2 separate regions of the Mus musculus genome follow, and region 2 is linked to region 1. Evidence: chromatin contacts called from public Hi-C data. All regions are on one chromosome and are shown on one strand. The core of a region is the stretch at or near the end of the contact, and the rest is flanking DNA. Distances in the headings are between cores, read along the strand shown. Region 1 holds the start of Wnt3 (wingless-type MMTV integration site family, member 3). Region 2 overlaps Wnt3 (wingless-type MMTV integration site family, member 3).

Region 1 (4,574 bases), core at 1,253-3,752:
ACACACACAGACACATGCACAGACAGCACACAAGTCCAAACACAAATACTGCCATGTCCAGTATCACAGGCAAAAGCCAGGAGGTCCCCCTTTACACAAGCAACGGATACTTCTCGACTTCTGTGTCACATCACAGAACCAGCCACTTGCTGATACTTGTATGCAGATACAGCATACCCTGCTGTGGGCCGCAGATCCCCTAGGCACACACCAAAAGGTTTCACACAAAACACTTGCCTGGGTCTCAGGCACTAACAGCTTCTACCCACAGAGACATACAGGTACACAGACACTTAGGGTCACTGACCTAGAGCACACACTGTATTACACACACAGAGGTCGTAGCCACAGGCACTGACAAACCACCCATCTCAAAAATACCCATACATACTCTCTATGGCTCAGACAAAAGCAGCCATCTGGTCCCCCCTTAACCCCCAAACAGGCCATGTATGTTATGTTAGGACCTGTCTCTGCCCTCCAGGTTTTCCTAATATTTCTTGTCGGATGGGGACCTTACCTAGATATTCCTGGACATTACTACACACAGAGGCTACTGTTACCACCATCTAACCTACTGGTACTGCCCCAGGAAGTGCTCTCTTCCAGTTCACAGAACTAGCAAGCCCACTCTCTCCTTTTTCCTCTATGCCATCCCTAGGGCTCCAGGCACCCTCTCTTCCTATGCACCCGCCACCGCAGGGTCTCTGAGAAGGCAGAGTTTGGCCTTGGCTGGGGGAAGGAAAGTCCGGAGGCAGAGGCAACCTTTCACCAATTGGCAGAACCTCACTGTGGAATCCCTGGCTGTCCCCAGCATGCACAGGCTCTATAGACTCCACACAGGAGCCCCAGACCAGCCCAAGTCCACAGGAAAGAAAGATGGTCTGTCCTTGGCGTATTTATCAACCTAAGGAGCAACTCCTGGACCCTCTAAACAGAACCTTGGGCAGGCCATGGCTTGGGTGCCTGGGTTCATGACTGCCCCCTCCCCTGGCCTTCAGACACCCCAAAGCATCTGGAAAAAGGCTTGGGGTGTGGCCCAGTATTTTATAAGCTCTGAGCCTCATACTGCAGGCTTGCAGGTAGCAGGCAGGGAGGGGGCCATGTAGGCAGCACTTTACCCTGGTAGCACTTCTAACTTTCACCCCAGGGGCCAGTCTCCTTCTTACTCAGAGGTCCCAAATTCCTCCTCCTCCTCACCTCCCACCCCCCCCAGGGCTCTAGCCACTGCCCAGGAGGGGAGGGTTCTTTTATTAAAGTTTTCCGGAATGCAGGGGGCTGGAGACTGAGAGGGCTGGGGTGTAATTTAGAAAACTGGTTTTAGTGTCTTCCACCGGAGGACCTACAGAGGAGGAGCAGCAATGAGGCTTGGAAAACAGGGGAGTCTCTGGAGCTGGGGCTTCCAAAAGGCGGTTTATCTTCCAGTGAATCCCTTCACACACCCATCAGCTCCAAGTACTCCGCCTGCTCGCCCAGCCTTATTTACTAAAATGCCTTTTGTATCCGTATTTCTCAGGGACAGCATTCCCCCTTCCCTCGCCCTTTCTCCTAGCTTCCCCGTCTTCCAAAAGCAACGAATTTGACATGGAGAACTAGGTTTTCGCTCAAAAAAACCCAGCAAGCCTACCCCTCCCAAACAAGTACATTTTCAAAGAGCCCCCACCTCGCTTTTCTCCGGGATGGACAAGCAAGGAACGAATACACCCGGATCAGCAATGGCATCTAGGATCAGCAAATTCTATAGTCACTTCAGAGGCTCAAAATTAATCTAGAACGGAGTGGGGAGAATCTACTGAAATACCCCCTAAGTCCCCTGCTTGGGATTCCCAAAGCCCTTAAGGTCTCAAATATGAAGGCAAACGCGAGTATTGTGGGGGAAATCTCTTGACCGAGACACCGAAGAGGTGCGGTGGCGAAAAAGGACAGGATAATTTTACCCACGGAGACCCTAAAATGGAGAAGAGGAGTGGCCGGGCCGCGGGGACAGCACAGAAATGCAAGTGTGAGCAAACGAAGGTTCTTCGGGACCCCCAAATTGGGGTGGGAGAGGGTGAAGACTAAGAACGAGAGACCTTCAGGGGTAGGGAGAGCCCTCCCGCCTCTGCGGCGGGTAGCAGGGAAAATGGTGATTATCTGAGAAGCCAGGAGTTGGATTCGGAAGGCGACACCAGCAGAAGATCCAAGAGGGGTGGACGGCTGGGGGGCTAGCGGGAAGCAAGGAGAAAAGAGCCCCAGGCCTGCTGCAGCCCAGACCCGGCCAGCGCCTCCCACCGTCCCCGGGTGCGGCCGAGAGATCGGGGCCGCAGGCAGACAAGAGGCAAGTCTTACCACCAAATTGGGTAGCCAGCGAGGACCCTGGTGCCACTGAGCAGGAGGCCGAGTAGCAGCCCGAGCAGGTGGGGCTCCATTAGAAGCAGCGCCGAGGAGGAAGTTTGCCGGCGATCATGAAGAGGGGGAGCGACGCCCCCAATAGTTGGAACAAAGTCCACTTGAGGTTGGAAATGACTTTCGGGCTTGTCAGAGGCGCACCTCCACCCGCAGCCGCCCCCCTCCGGAGCCCAGCGCCGAGCAGCCGGGTTTGAGGATGTCAGCGAGCAGCCAATCAGCGCCCGCGGCCTAAGGTAAGAGATGAGTCTGTAGTTCAGCCTGTCAATCACGGGCCCCTCCCGCCCGGCCCACAACTCCGGCTCTGGGAAGGGCATCTCCCGGCAAACTTGGGCAAAGCCTGCGCCCCGGGCGCACGGAGGCCTCGGGAGGACCCGGCACGCTGGATTCTCTGCTGGCCTGGGACACCCCCTTCCCAGTCCACGCGAGCCAGGTTTAGGGAGCTGGAGCTTTGACCCGGCGTTCACGTGGTGAAGGGGTCGGCTTGGGCATTGATGGGTGGCTCCCTTTTCTGTGATCCCTTGGCACTTGGGCCCGTAAGGAATCGAGACTAGAAAGCAAAGGGGTTGTTTCCAGATCGCGCGACTGGGATCAGGGGCTAGGAAAATGCAACCCCTCCCAGTCTCCAGCCTTTTCGGGCTCGCGAGCTGGCGGCCCCTGCCACCCGGCCGCAGGTCGCTTCCAGGGTGTCCGAGGGGCGCGCGGGAGAGTCCGCTGAGGCTCTGAAGGTCTGCCAGCCGGCGGCGCCGGGGGACAGAGCTAGTGTCATTTGAGTCTTTTGTCAAGAGTCAGATTGGTATCGCGACCTCCTGCAGCCTTTGCATTTCCTGCAACTGACACCAGCCGCCGTTTGCATTTCCTGCGGGAGGATTCGGTCACTTTCTCCTCCTGCAGGCGTGCTGGCCGGACCTCAGCAGTACCTGCAGTTTCTTGGATCTTAGGATGGAAGCATTTGGGACTAGTGAAACACGGTATAGCTCTGTCTATTAGTGGTTGGGGGCGAGGGCTCTTCAGGAACATCTACCTCCCCTATGTCCAGGTCTCTGACCTATATTCCCGACCCTTCTACGGATGAGAAACTAAAACCTGGCGATTGGTGTTTAAGCGTTGTCCCGTGCAGACACCAGATTCACCCTACGACCTACTGAAGCTCTTATACAAGGGGAACTGTTCAGGCCTCCAAGGGGCACTCTTCTTACCAGTTCTCCACAGTTTGGGAGTTAAGTCTGAGCCCAATCATACCTAGATTGTTAGGATTCAGTCCCCTTACCTAGGTACCTCAGCCTCTCTACCCGGACACAGAAGACATTCAGCCCTTGAAATGCTCCTGGCTTGGGACCTAGAAAGCAAGCCAAAGGAGAAGCCATGGTGGGACTTAACTGTGTAGACGGTGAAGAGAGGGAGCCCACCCAAACCTGCCTAGCCAGGAATGGCGGGCTTTCTTGCTGTTAGGGGTGGATGGGACTGAGGGAAGTCCTACGGGGAGCAGACATTCCTAGCCTTTGATCCGGCAGGCTGGTGCCCACAGCTCGGATCCACTGCCCCTGCTGGTCTGTTCTCGGCACATGGCTTCTGCTGGTGTAAGGAGAGCAAGGAACTGGCCCCTGGGGGCACCAAGGGTCGAGAGAGCCGCCTGGGCTTGTCACAGCTTCTGCGAGTTCCTAGCCCGATCCTCGGCTGGAGGGGGGTAGAGGGAGAGATGAAAGAGGGGAGGAAGGGGAGATAGAGAGAGACAAGTGGATAGAGACACTGAGACGGAAAACAGGGGCGGGGGTGGGGTGAACGCCCAGACAGAGGAAGAGGTGGGGGTTGAAAGGGGAAGGGGAGAAGTGGGGAGGGCTAAGGAACAGCAGGCAATCCCCCACCTGCTGAAGACTAGTGGAGCTGGTAGATGGTACTGAGATAAGCACCCCTAGAAATGCCCCCGGGGGCCGGGCATTCCCAGAAGATTCCTCCCCAAGGGGCACGGCTGATTCTGAGGCCCCGTTTCTGATTCACCTGGGAGGGCAGTAGGAGGGGGTTGGCCACTATCGGGGAATGCAAAGCCCCGGGGCTGAGGCTTCTGTCAAGGAGCTTGCTTCACAGGCTTTTGGGTTACTAGGTAGCCTTTAGCTGAGATCTTGATTGCTGCTCATCCCATGGGGGCTCCCCATAGGCCGCTGAACATCTATGCGGATTAAATCTCTAGT
Region 2 (4,574 bases), core at 1,167-3,666, 41 kb before region 1:
ACTGCACAACAGGAAAGAAGTGGCTGACCCCTCGTCAAGCCAGCATTAGCAGACCCTAGACAGAAGCGGGAAAGGACAAATTCTTTGTTCTGCCCCATTCCCCCATTTTATCTCCTCTTTCTGATTCTCCTTAAGACGGAGTTGATGGATTGATCCGTGCAGCCCCACCCACCTTACTAAACCCAGCCAGTACCATCATGCGTCGGGAACAGAGCTGGGAGCTGCCTCCATTCGCTGCTTGCCTCTTTTGAATATCTATCTAATCCAGATCCTTGGGAACTGAGATAGGCTATCCCTTTTACAAGTGGGAAGAAGGGCTTGTTAAGGATCTCTTGTCTTTCTGGTTACTTCAGCCAATGGGAGAAAAGGACGCAGGGTAGTCTGCCTTCTAACACAAAGGAAGTGGGACTCTTTACCCTCCCCACCTGCCAACCATGTTTAGATTGCTCTCTAAGGTGCCCCGCTGCTCTCCTCGGTGTCTGCTGGTTAGCAAGGCTGAGAAGGGCAGAGCAGCCCATTCTTTCTGGGTGTGGTGGATGGAGCCAGAAGAGACCTGCCTCCACATCTGACCTATTTACAAGGTCATCATGAAAAAAAAAAAAAAAAACGCGTAGTAAAGGTGGACACTGTAGAACAACAGAAAGGGGCGTGGAGATCTGACTGTCGCTCCAGGGCAGAACAGGGCTAGCGAAAACAGGAGCCCACAAGGAACTCTGTTCTGCAGATGGCTTCCCAGGCCGCCCAGAACTCTGAGGTCTTCAAAACTCAAGATCTTGCTCCCACTGTTGGCCAGGGGCCTCCCCATCACTACATCCCAGCTACACCTATCTATGGCTTTTCTCAGAACGACAAGGTATGTCCAATTTAAATGGGAGTCGACGGACAAGAGGGGACTGCGGGGCTCTGTCCTACTTCACAGTTCCCACCTCAGAGGCATCTTGGAATGTCACGAGTAGAGGCAGCTTGGACACAGAATCTCGCCATGGTCTTGTCCTTCCCACCAGGCCAAGAGCTCACACTAGCCCAGCCTGTTCTGTTGCGGTAGATTTTTTTTTTTCATTTTTATTTTCTTTAACATGTGCAAAGGTAAGCCTCGAGTCTGTCCCCAGCAGACCCTGGTAAAACCATAAAGAAAGCCCCTCTGTAAAGCCGTACACCATCCAGAGCAGGGGGAGAGACGTTAGTTGAGAAAGAAGCCGCCCGTCCGTCCGAGGCCGGCTGGGTCCAGGTCGTTTATCACATGCAGCTGGCAACAGTCCATGCTCCTTGCTGGCCAGTGCCGAAGGCTGGCCTGGATCTAGATCCTGCTTCTCATGGGACTTCGATGAATGGATCCAGCCGCACAATCTACCCCTTCCCAGTGCCCTTTGGGAAATAAACAGGAAGAATCAGAAACCTCATAACTGCTGTCAACATCACCCCCTGGGATGCAAAGATCACAGGCTGCCTACGCTGCCAGCCCTGCCTCCCTCCTCGCCCCAGAGCCTGCTGTTGAGGGAGGACATGCCATCCTCAGGAAGAACAGAGCCTGCATCCACACAACTCAAACCTCCTCCTAGCTGAGGAAGCCCACTGTAGGTAACCAAGGGAGCATTGCCCTTCCTACGTGGAGACGGAAAAGCCTGCCAGTCTGAGCCACCAGTCACAGCAGGGCTAGTGCCTGCCATCAGACGCACAACTGCCGTGAATTGTCCAAAAGAAACGGACTCTACCTAGTTATGGTGAACTCCCTCCCAGGGTGCTTTCCTGAGCATGATCACTCTGTACAGCCCTATCCCGTGGGATCTGAGGTACTGAGCCACGCCCCAGGCACCCCCCAACCCCCAGCCAACCCTCATCTCTGGTGCTGCTGGCAGAGCTGAACCAGGCATAGCAAGACGACCTGGATATGCCTAAGGTCCCACAAAAGACTAGTAACAGACCCAGGACACAGGGCCAGTTAGAGGGGGTGACTAGATTCATAGCCTTTCCGACATAGGGATAAAAAGAATAAATCAGATATTTGTAAACTACCAGCACTCGGATACCAAGCTAGTGGCTAAGTGGAGACAGTGGACAAACCTCAAGCAATGGAGAAGGTGTCTTCCCCACTTAGGGAGGACTGGATGCTACCACTGTGCTGAACTCTTCTCAGAGAAGGGCATGTGGCCTGCTGGGCTCTGCTCTGTGGCCCCTTTGTGCAAGAAAAAAGCCAGAGCCTTCTATGCCTGCTGTCTCCCTGCCCATTTGTCCCTTGGCTTCCATCAGTAGCAGCGCCTTCGGGGGTGAAAGGACAGGAAGGAACCAGGTCTCAACCACCTTCTGGCCTATGGCTCCAAACCAGGAGCCCAGAGCAGGCTCTTTATGGCTGTGTCTGGCTCCTGAGCAGCCCTGCAGGGCACAGACCTTATCACTTCACACAGGAGGAAACCTGGGCTCCGAGAGGCAAAGGACATCCCAGTGGGAGGGATCTTTCTTATCAGGAAGTGTGAGGTTGAGAGTCCAGTCCTCCTCCCCCCTCCACCCCCCACCCCATGGGAAGGGATTAAGGCTGTGAACTCTGTGGGCATAGCTTCTTAAAAACATGTCTGCATGATACTAGAAAAACAGCAAGTGTCTACCTTAGGAATGTGAGGAAAGGGGGCTGCTTTCCCCTCTCCCCAGTACTGGAGATTGATTCAGGGGTGTAAGTGTTCTACTACCCAGCTACACCCAATTCTTCTTAGGAGATCATTTTTAGGCAAGGATTGGAGTGGAGCGATTTGCTGGACAACAAAGGCTCACCCTGCACCTCCTTCCCTGCCTGGAAGATCTCAGCTGCCCACATGGGCAAGGACGGAGTGGAGTCATGGGCTCTGTATCTTGGACCCACACTGCCCCATGTATCAAGCTTGGGTTGGCAATGCTGAGGCCTATGCAAGCCTACATAGGAAGCTTCTGGAAGCAGACCCCTGGGTCTATCTAGGCCATTAACTCAAGTCTAACCTTCAGTGACATGGGTGGTCAGGACAAATGGCCCTTCTAGCTGAGTGATAAGAAGCCACACCAAGAGCTCCTCAAAACGGCCAGAGCTATGTATGTACTATCTGATATTGGGGGGTGCAGGGCTAACTCTTGTCAGAGTGAATACCAGAGAAGGCGGCCGTCATGGTCTGCTTCCTTCCACCTCAACCTTCCTACTTGCTGACTTTTCTCCCATCCCTTTGAAAAGCAGAAAGAACGCCCATGGGATCTTCCTTTGCAGCAACCCCGTGCTAACGCTGATGGCAACCCTGACACTTAGAGCAGCATTCACACCCACTAACTTGAGCTTTATAAAAATCCATCAAGATCCCCATACTGCCATCACTGCGCAGATGAGGAGCGAGGTTCAGCAGTGGGCGCGTGAAGCGCTAAAGCTCGCCGCTGTCTTCCTTCCAGCCTTGACCTTGATAAAGAAAACCCACGCCTCCTGTATGGTTCTAGAGGGACCCTGGGAATGGAACCTAAGCCCCACAAGGAACTTCTTAGATGGGCTTGTGATGTCAGGTACCCCCCCACCCTTACAGAGCGCAGACATGAGCCACCAGCTCTGGTGTGTCACCAGCTCCAAGGTCCCTGGGTGGAACACACTGCGCTGGCCATCCATAGATGGACAGAAAGCTGCTTTTCCAGGAACCAATGTGGTTTCCCACGTTCCTCACAGCTGCTCGGGGAAGGTAACAGATGCTGAAGCCAGAGTTGTTGGTTGACAAATAAGAAAAGCCAGTTGAGAGTCAGACTCACTAGCAGAGCCCTCTCAGGGGAGGGGACAGAGACAAGGGTCACACTGGCCCATGCCAGAGCCTCTAGGATCACTCTGCTTCCAGGCTGACCTTTCTTGGGGTCCTCCCACGCATGCAGGCCACCTCTGGGAAGCTTGGAAGCATAATCCACCAGGCTTTTATCCCACGGTCACTCACCCCAGCCGCTCTGAACTGGGAGCTCTCCTCTTTCCTGTCTCCCTCCATAAACTTGGTGAGAGTGCTCCCGCTCCACCCAAGCTTCAGATCTGGCTTCCCCCACCCACCTTCCCAAGCTCTGGAGGATTTGTGTTAGGTCAAAGCTTGCCCTCTCAGTTCATGGGTGATGTGAAATGACTCTGCCCCAGGGTTAGGAGAGACTTACTAGGTGACTGTCTCAGGGTCTCACTGTGTAGTCCTGGCCTAGAACTCTCTATGGAGACCAGCCAGACCTCACACTCAGATCCAGATGCCTCAGCCTCCTAAGTGCTGGGATTAAAGGCCAGTCCCACCATACCCTGCCCCTGTTTCTGACATTTGAACCTCTCCTTTAGACAGTAGGGAAACTGAGGCCCTGAGATATGACACTTTTAGGGGCATGGCTGGGACCAGACCTCAACCTCTCTTCTGGCCGAATAGATGCTCACTAATGACAGCCAGCAGCCATGAACAAATCTGGTCTGGCTCATCACTGCTAATTTGTGTAAGAATTTTAATCAATTGCTTGTGGCTGACGTGCACACCCTCAGTCATTATCTGAGCCTCGTGTAAATACGTCAAGTCGCTCCCCAAGACCATTCCCGTGGAAGCGTGGGAAGCCTAGTTTCTGACTTC

The links. A called contact is a pair of places that touch in the nucleus more often than the background predicts.
Region 2: a Hi-C map of extraembryonic ectoderm shows a contact between it and region 1, with 1.7 times the contacts expected there. The contact joins the enhancer-like site here to the promoter of Wnt3 in region 1. A contact is called at or near these places in 7 of 39 promoter capture datasets (the HPC-7 cell line, cranial neural crest, embryonic stem cells and 3 more), 45 of 484 Hi-C or Micro-C datasets (the N1E-115 cell line, brain, cerebellar granule neurons and 18 more), 14 of 115 datasets of contacts at active chromatin or transcription factors (craniofacial prominence, embryonic midbrain, embryonic stem cells and 6 more) and 3 of 9 other capture datasets (adipose tissue, liver and pancreatic islet).

What each region holds. Positions count from the first base shown.
Region 1 is chr11:103,772,103-103,776,676 of GRCm38.p6, reverse strand. Wnt3 (wingless-type MMTV integration site family, member 3) reads right to left here and starts at 2,502. Exons shown (of 5, transcript NM_009521.2): 1 at 2,329-2,502. The coding sequence starts at 2,408. It also overlaps a transcript of Wnt9b not described here.
Region 2 is chr11:103,812,868-103,817,441 of GRCm38.p6, reverse strand. Wnt3 (wingless-type MMTV integration site family, member 3) reads right to left here. Exons shown (of 5, transcript NM_009521.2): 5 at 1-1,365. Among named protein-coding and RNA genes, the nearest start is that of Gm35365, 31 kb to the left of the region's middle. Within about 2 kb of position 2,416, at least 21 of the 459 cell types and tissues checked have an H3K27ac peak or open chromatin away from gene starts, as enhancers often do. A contact at or near this core is called in extraembryonic ectoderm, intestinal crypt epithelium and stem cell-derived cardiac mesoderm, where this site is marked.